Linked DNA regions of Triticum aestivum: region 2 is linked to region 1. A link is a contact called in public Hi-C data. All regions are on one chromosome and are shown on one strand. The core of a region is the stretch at or near the end of the contact, and the rest is flanking DNA. Distances in the headings are between cores, read along the strand shown.

Region 1 (4,557 bases), core at 1,022-3,521:
CGTGTGTCAACAAAAGTTCACGAATTTAAGGAAAAACTTTCACACAAAAAACAAAAAAATGATAAAAAAAGTTCATGAAAATATTCTAAAAATTGAAGAAAGTTTTGAATTTGAAACCAATTCACGCATTTTAAACAAGAAAAAGGAACAATAAAAAAGAAAATAAAAAGGGAAAAAACTTAATAAAAACCGTCCACAAACCTGAAAAAAGAAAAACCTACTGGAAACTTCCAGAAGCTCCCCAAAATTGGGCTAGGAAGCTTCTGGAAGCAAGCTTTCCGCTCGTGCTTAAGATGGTGGCGGGCCCATTCAAAATGTATTAAAAGGAGGGTATGCCCGCCTTTTACCGAAAGCATTGTAACTGTTACAGCCGGCGCCAAATAGGAGTTAGGGTAAATGTGAGTAATGGCCAGGAAGTGCTTTCGCACAGAGCACGTTATTTTTATCATCGAAACTTTAAAAGTATACACATAACACATGTATAGTATATATATACGAAATTTCAGTAACATATGTGCTCGTACGTGGTGTACAAAAATAAGAAAAAGATGTTTTTTTTTTGCTATATTGGGGCAGATTTTGTCTTTTTTGTGTAGTGTGTAAATTATCGTATTATTTAATGAAAAAATGCAGATACTTAGAGAACATGCATATGTATTTTCTAGAATCTTCTGATATTTTAAAAGTTTTAAATAGTATTTCGTTTATCTTAATTGACATGCTCCCTGTATTTATCTTTGGAAACAAGAATTTTATTGATTTCCAGGACTTCCCATGAAGATAATGCAAACAGCTCAACGTAGTCCAATTATTGCAGCAAAGAAGAAAAATATGGAGAAGAAACAAACAGGCAAATCATGTCACAGAAAGACTGCCATCATGTAATCATATCATATCATATCAAGTTTGCTTATTTGTTGAACCTTGTAGCCATGGGTTTATGTTATGTTGCACTACTTGTTACTATTCCAATGGCTACCGCCCGTCGCTTGCCCAAGGAGGTAGGCAAATGGGATGATTTCAAGGTTTGGTTTCTTTTTCTGATGGATTTTAGTTGAAAGTCGTGGTGTAGTCATGGTGTAGGCTTATGGATTTGTAGTTATGCATTCACCAAGACTTTCTGGAAGTTTCATCCTCTTATTTTCGAAAGTTCACTGATTTTTTTTAAACTCCTCTCTAGTTGGTCTCTTTCTCTCTCTAAATATGTTTTTGTGCTATATTTGGGCAGATTTTGTCTTTTTGTGTAGTATGCAAATTATCGTATTGTTTAATGAAAAAATGCAGATACTTAGAGAACATGCATATGTATTTCTAGAATCTTATGTTATTTTTAAAATTTTATATAGTATTTAGTTTATTTTAAATTACATGCTCCATGTATTTACCTTTGGAACAAGAATTTTATTGATTTCTAGGACTTTGCATGAAGATAATCAAACAGCTCAACATAGTCCAATTATTGCAGCAAAGAAGAAAAATATGGAGAAAAAACAGACAAGCAAATCATGTCACAGAAAGACTACCATCATCTATTCGCCTAATTGACACATCGAAAGAAGATTCCATATCCCTATCATATCATGTTTGCTTATTTGTTGAATCTTGTAGCCATGGGTTTATGCTATGTTGCACTACTTATTACTATTCCTATATGGGCACCGCCCGTCGCTCGCCCGAGGAGGTAGGCAAATGGGATGATTTCATGATTTGATATCTTTTTCCGATGGATTTTAGTTGAAAGTCATGGTGTAGTCATGGTGTAGGCTTATGGATTTGTAGTTGATGCATTCGCCAAGACTTTCTGAAAGTTTCATCCTCTTATTTTTGAAAGTTCGCGTGTTTTTTTTTTGTAAACTCCTCTCTAGTTTGTGGAGGTCTCTTTCTCTCTCTAAATTCCAACATATCTTCCTCTGATTTTAAACACACAAAAAAGGTCAAATGGTTTTTTAAATTCCATTTCGCACCTTTTTTTCCCGCGATGCAACGTGAGTCTAATATGTAGAGCTAACATTGAGCTAGTGGTGCCTTTAGAAGAAGATTGACGCAACATGCCCCATCCTGCCACAGTCTACCGATCATTTCCTAGACCTAGAGTAATCCATAGCTCACTCGGCACACCTTATAGCCACAGGCCCTATGCTTACCGTGCTGTCTGTCACGGCCGAACGTGCAATAATCGCCTTTTGGGCTAGCCCGGTCAGCGTATGCGCACCATTATTAACTCTCGGGGCCAATTGGTGTCCACGCAGCAATCATATACGGCGTGTTGACGCCCACGGCGACGGTGACCGGATCGGGACGTCGCGTCAGGGTCGAGGCCGCGCCGCCCAGCACTGGTGACGACGACGGACGACCCCGGGACCGCCCGGCACTAGCAACGACGACGGACGGACGACCCCGGGTCACCGCCACCGGTCACGCCCAGCACTTGCTCCCGCGTCTGAACTGGGCAGCAGTAGGCCGGCTAGTTCGCCTTGAGTGCGAACCCTGTGGATGATCACATTCACATGGGACGACCGTATTGAACACCACGTCGTCGCCATGATGCATGCCGTGCCGGGTGCACCAAAAGTCGCTCGACCGAGCGCTCTGTGGACCACGGCACCACGTACGGGGTGGCGGCGGAATCAGCGTCTGGCATCCAGTCGAGCGTCTCCAGCCGGTCATGGCGTGTCGACGAGCAGGGCGCACGCACCGTGCGTCTCGCACCAGTGCTACATGACAGGGTTTCAGTGGCCGTTCTGTAACAAATTCCATGTTTGGTTTTGATTTCCGCAGGAATAATACTACTACCCATCATGTTAAAGCAACTGTGGCAGAATCAACCGTATCGACAGTCGCCATATAACATGCTTCATGCTCCCTCCGAGTTTCTAAATATAAGTTTTCTTAGACATTTTAATAAAGACTACATATGGATGTCGTAGACGTATTTTAGAGTATAGATTCATTAGTTTTGCTTCATATGTAGCATATGTAGTCCATATTGAAATCTCTATAAAAAAAACTTAGATTTACAAACGGAGGTATTATCTGCTACGCTATGGGTTGTGCACAAATACAGAGTTACTATATGTGCCCTTCATATATTTTTTTCGTTTTCCCTTTTGCAACAACTCAAACATCTACATACTCAATTTGAGGGATAAAACACTAATTTGAGATAAGCATTCCATTGCAAAGTGGTTACATAGGGAAAGGAAAGTCGATAAGCGACATTTTTTTTAGTAAACTGGCGACTTTCTACGCTTTGGGAGAAGCACTCGTTGCTCCCCGCTATGTCTCCGTCCCAATACTGCTCGTCGTCACCGAGGTCGGGAACGGCATTTTCGAGGGGGGGAGGCCCAACATGATGCGATTCGTCTCGATGAATGTCACCATCTCCAGGTGTTGTCTCTTCACCGGCCAAATCCGCTAGTTTCTCCTTGTAAAGGAGCCACACTACACAGACCCTCTCGGACTTTACCCCTTGCCTGGTAGTGGTGTGCTTGAAGATTTCACCGGGGTGGACGGCTGAGGTGTAGATGGGGTACCGCTCCTCCCATGCATCCTTAACACTGAGGTGTCACATCCCAAAATTTTGCCAATTCTGGAATGTAAATAATTAAATTAGGGTTAATTAAAGATTACTTGTAGTTGCTTGATCATAGCTAAGTTTGACTTGGAGTTCACTGATTTGATTCCGAATTATGACTCAAAACATTTTATAATTATTGAGAATCCTAAAATAAATTTCAAGGATCTATATGCCAAAATTGAGCTTAAAAAATGTGTGTGACATTTATATAATATTATGAGTTGCAAAATAATTTTCCTTAATCCCAAATATGATTTGAAACCCTAAGTTTAATATTAGAATTTATTCAAACCATAAATAATTCTGGAGAATTAATCTAGATCCCAAAATAGGGTGGCAAAATTTGTATTTGGGCTGAAATATAAAATTCCTAAGCCTCAAATATTTATTGACCCTCTTTAGATTTTTTTTTTCCGAAAGATTTGGATCAATTTTGATCATCGGATCAAATTCAAATTCAAAAGGATAAAAGTAGAAAGTAAAAAAGAAAAATAAAGAAAAACAGAAAGAGAAACCTAATCTAGCCGAAAACCTAAAACTACGCTCGCTGATCAAACAACGGCTCGGAGGGGACCTGCACCTTAGATTGATAAGGGTGGCAATGGAAAAAAGAGAACATAATTTGGATTGATGATTTCTCTCGTTTCACTAGGGTCTACTTACCTATGATAATAAATCCAAAGAAAATGTCGACAAAATTGACAACACCGTCCAATTTAAAGGAAATCAAACGCAAATCTTCACATCGCGTCATCATCTTCAACCTCCATCTGGAAATCTCGCACCCATGATTTCGTGCATGACCACGCCAACGTCGCACGATCCCCACACCCCAAGTGCACGTCCGAGCTCCCCCATGCTGCCCTATAAATAGCCCATGGCTGCGCCCGTCATTTTGCTCCTGCTCACGCTCGCTATCACCATCATGATGTCGTTAATTTAACCCATCGCCACCGCTAGTGCCGTCATCAACGGCGATG
Region 2 (4,431 bases), core at 1,671-4,170, 34 kb after region 1:
CCAAACAATCACATCCTCCTTCCAGCACCGCATTACAACAAGTGGTAACACAATATAATAACTTGATGATTCTTACAAGATCACTGAAAAAATGTATACTCGTGCAAAGGCGCACTTTCTATTTTTGGATGGCCATAATGGTGGCAGCATCACGCTGTTTGATCTTGTAAGGATCACAACAATGCACAAATATTGTGAGATGAATTATCCTACAGCTCACTCGGAATCTTGCAACTTCAAGTGGCTTAAGGTTGGAGAATCTATCCCTGTTAATTCTTGGCCCTTTTTGCAGACATAAATATAATGAGAGTCAGGATCCTCCAGAACAAAGCCCTCAGGCAATCTACCACTCTCAGTCAGTGGAACAGGGTCGAAGACAGATCTTCTTATGTTTCCCTTGAATCCAGGTCTTGCTGCAATGCATTAAAAAATGATCATGCTACAGTTCTGTTTTAATCTTATAAGTAAAGTTCTTATGAACTACTCCCTCCGTCCGAAAATACTTGTCATCAAAATGGGTAAAAAGAGATGTATCTAGAACTAAAATATGTCTAGATACAACCCCTTTTATCCATTTTGATGACAAGTACTTCCGGACAGAGGGAGTACACTACTGTGAATTCAATGGTGTTGACTACACAAGTTAAAGCTCAAATTTACACAAAACATGGGGCAAACCCTATTCATGAGCAAGCAAACAGAGATTCTATTTTTATTAAGCAGGAATAGTTTTTAACATTGCGGACCAAAATTGAACGTATCTGCGAATTGACATAATAGTAATACGTACGCAGAATGTACAGTACAATTTTCCAACTGCATACTGGTTGGTTCAAGTGAGGAATTCGCGCTGATGGATCACCATAAGTTATCTAGCAGTTCAGAAACAAAAATGATCGTTATAATCAGTGGCAGGAAATGACATATTATGTCTGCACTACAAAGAAACTTATCCAAACCGCGTACCAACATAAAGACTCCCCCTGGTTTAAGTAGCCTACAATCAGAAGATACCACTGATAAGAATGCAGGAATGCTGAACTTAACAATATATTGGTGTACATGAGGTTGTCAGTGATGCTTCAATGGGGGTGAAAGTATTAAGAACCTGTCCACTTCCAGGACCATCTGAGCTGCGCTGAGAGGAGCCTCCACACCACACTGGAAGCAACAAGACCGCGATGTTGAAGTAGTACCAAAATATGGAAAAGACACAATGACAGAATATTACCTACTTACCATCAAAGAGTCCAAAGTACCTTTAGGAAATGTACAGAAAGAACAAACGGTATTAAGCAAAGTGTTGTCAATAGACTCAATACTTATTAGAAAGCCACTGTAGCATGAAGAAACTCACACCTTTATCAATGGCACAATCAAATGATTCGTCAGAGAATTTACTCATATCTCTAACATCCATTTGCATGTCTACAGCTCATAAGGAAATCAACAGAAACTAGATTGCACTTCCCGGACAAAGAGGGAATGTAAAATATTAAAGGATACATTGTAGCTGTGGGAGATTGAAGTACTTCTTCCTCATCATCTCAATCAAAACCGAAGAAATGTCAATGTTTATTATCTCCATGTAGCCATCAGCGGCCATATCCTCTGACATAACTACGAACAGCAGAGCATGGGGAGAAAATTTAAAATTAGCACAGGGAGTGTAATAATCGAGCCTAGATTTAGAATGCATCCTAAACTCTATCCAGATCAGCCTATCAAGGGTGCAAAACCCAACCCCTAGTGTGTGTGCATAAGCACTGAAATATCTGTGACGAAACTATGACTAATGTAACACAATAGGACACAACGTTCAAATGTGCTGCCATGCATTTAACGCGTCGATGCAGCACATATAGTCTCACCACGATACTAAAAGCCCAGAGCAACTTTGAGTTACTGGGCAGCAAGTGGAGCCAAGGTTGGTTTTGGTTTGGATTATCATACAGAGCTGTGCTGGTTTCAGAATTCAGATGTGTGGTTCCATAGTCCCTCTGAAAAATTAACTTACACACTGTGCATGCCCCACTGATTTTGTGTGGCATCAACATCACAACCCTATCAATTCACAGGTTGCCTAACTGTAGCACTATAGCACATTATCCCATCCAGAGTACAATTATCAGATTACTGGAAGTGATATATATCAGCCTGTGGAGTGTGGACTGATAGAATGACATTATCTGATTGCCATGTTGTTATATAATAGATACACCTAGCCGAGGAGCTATCCGGAAACTATTGCCGTGACAGCAAATTTCGACCCCAACAGACGCTGACCGTGCTCTGTGCAAGCATCTAATCCAAAAGATCGATCGCTCACTCGCTGGTCCGTGCCAATCACCCCCATTCACGAATCACAATCAAGCACCTATTTGAACCGAACCTGAAAAGGAGGAGAGGAAAAGGAAAGGAAACTTCTACTTCCGGAAACGAGAGACGGACGAATGCGCGAGCACCGCCACGACGAGCACAACCAACACGCTGGCTGCTTCAGTTCGAGCACAGTCTCTACGGAGCTGTGAGGAGGACTGGAGGAGAGCGGAAGAGGGAGGGGGGAGGACGTACGAGCGGAGCCGCAGCCGATCATGAGGAGGCGCGAGGCCGGCGGCACGAAGCGGCGGACGAAGGGGCGCAGCGCGGCGTAGCGCTGGTACCAGTCGTAGGGCGCGCCGCCCTCCTCCACGTAGCGCGCGTCCCAGTACCCCGCCTCCCCGTAGCTGAACACCGTGCCGCCGCCAACGCCGCCGCCGCTCCCGGTGCCCCCATCCTCCTCCCCCTCCTCCGCCCCGCGAGGCGACAGCGGCGGCGACGACGACGACATCGCCCGGAGACGGCGGGAGGCGCGGGCGGGCGAGCGAGTCGAGCGAGGTGGGGGTGGATAGAGAGAAGGGAGAGCGTATTAGGTGAGCTGGGCTGGGGGGAGTGGGAGGAGCATCGGCATCGGTACCGGTGTGCCCGAGCTTGGGACCAGCCGCCACCACTCCACACGTCGCCGTCGTCGCCAGCCGATTCGCATTTTCTTTTCCCCAATTGCATCTCGAATTTTCTCCGTTTCCTTCTCATTTTGCTGACTTTTCCGATGGCCTCGTTTTCGGTGGCTGTTGCCGCGATTTTGTGGCTTGAATTTTCTTCCGCATTTGCTTCACATGGGTCGCGTTGGTTAAATCGGTGATGTTCACTTCAAAAAAAATAAAAAAAATCGGTGATGTTCGGCCGTGTTAATGTCTACTCCATCCGTCCGGAAATACTTGTCATCAAAATGAACAAAAAAAGATGTATCTAAAACTAAAATACGTCTAGATACATCTCCTTTTATCCATTTTGATGACAAGTATTTCCGAACGGAGGGAGTACTCGGCAGCGACTGCACGTCGTTTTTCTTCCGTAAAAAAGTTTATTATTGTTGTTTTTACACGTAGGAAGTATTTATACCACTCATATTCATGATTTGAATGATAATGGTGAGACTTGGAGTAAGCATTAGCGAACACGATGCAATTGAGACGCATGGTGTCGGCGGTGGTGGCGAGGCTCGGGTCTCGATGAAATCAACGCCCAGTGATCGTTGGGCGTGCGGATGATGTCGAGGAGATGCGTCGGTTGTCGTGGAGGGCAATGGTGGTGGCGGCTGGTTTGAATGGGTGGTTGAGCTCGTCGGAAACGTGTCGGCGATCTCACGGCAATGATGGAGTTGGAGGTGGTGCACTGGTGCGGCGTGCGGCCCGGCGACACTCTTGTGGTAGAGTGGGGATTTCGAGAGAGGGGAGGCCGGAGTATTTAAAGAACATGCCAACAAAATCTGTCCTGACAATTTTTTTTAAGCAACATGTAGGGTTACAATTTACATTAGTACTAGCATATACAGAGGACTTGATTGAAAACAAAGCATTCTCTTTTTAACACTTAGTTGCCTCATTTGTAGAAGTCAAAGTCTGTTTCAGGCTTATTGACGTTCGTTCGGTAACCCTTCTCGAAGTCCTTTGGAAGGATAACATATCGATTCTTGCGGATAGCATGCATGCCAGCTTCCTGGCAAATGGCAGCGATATCAGCAGAGATAGTTAGAAGGAAAAAAACTAGTAAAAATGTGAGAGTGAGAGAGAATCCCCCGTCCCCCCGCATCAGGCACCAAGAAAGGTGTCGAGTAATAATATTACCTGAAACAGATGATGCACAGAGCTCGCACTTGGCAGCAAGGTCATGTGTGTAGGGATAGGGCAGAGATGTGCCGGGTGCAAGAGAACGCTTGCGGCGGCAGAATCGGCTCAAACAACCGCCGCAAGGTTTTGTGCGATTTCGGACGTTGGATTACCCCTCAATCACGCGTGGACTTAGTTCACACCGTGTTTCCTATACGACGCTCAGTGTGTTGTTTTGTCGACCTTCCGCATAGAGCCGAAGCAAGCGAGCACCGAACTAGGC

Evidence for each region. Hi-C and Micro-C count contacts between places; a contact is called where the count stands out from the background.
Region 2: a contact with region 1 is called in a Hi-C map of leaf, with 2.8 times the contacts expected there. The contact joins the promoter of LOC123187680 here to the enhancer-like site in region 1. A contact is called at or near these places in 2 of 5 Hi-C or Micro-C datasets (both in leaf).

The regions. Positions count from the first base shown.
Region 1 is chr2A:85,125,505-85,130,061 of IWGSC CS RefSeq v2.1, forward strand. No RefSeq gene overlaps it. Among protein-coding and RNA genes, the nearest start is that of LOC123187679, 26 kb to the right of the region's middle. Within about 2 kb of position 2,272, at least 1 of the 8 cell types and tissues checked has an H3K27ac peak or open chromatin away from gene starts, as enhancers often do. A contact at or near this core is called in leaf, where this site is marked.
Region 2 is chr2A:85,158,630-85,163,060 of IWGSC CS RefSeq v2.1, forward strand. It overlaps LOC123187680 (EEF1A lysine methyltransferase 4), which reads right to left and starts at 2,921. Exons shown (of 8, transcript XM_044599599.1): 1 at 2,575-2,921; 2 at 1,507-1,620; 3 at 1,360-1,428; 4 at 1,240-1,259; 5 at 1,109-1,161; 6 at 967-997; 7 at 791-872; 8 at 1-413. The coding sequence starts at 2,830. The coding sequence ends at 217.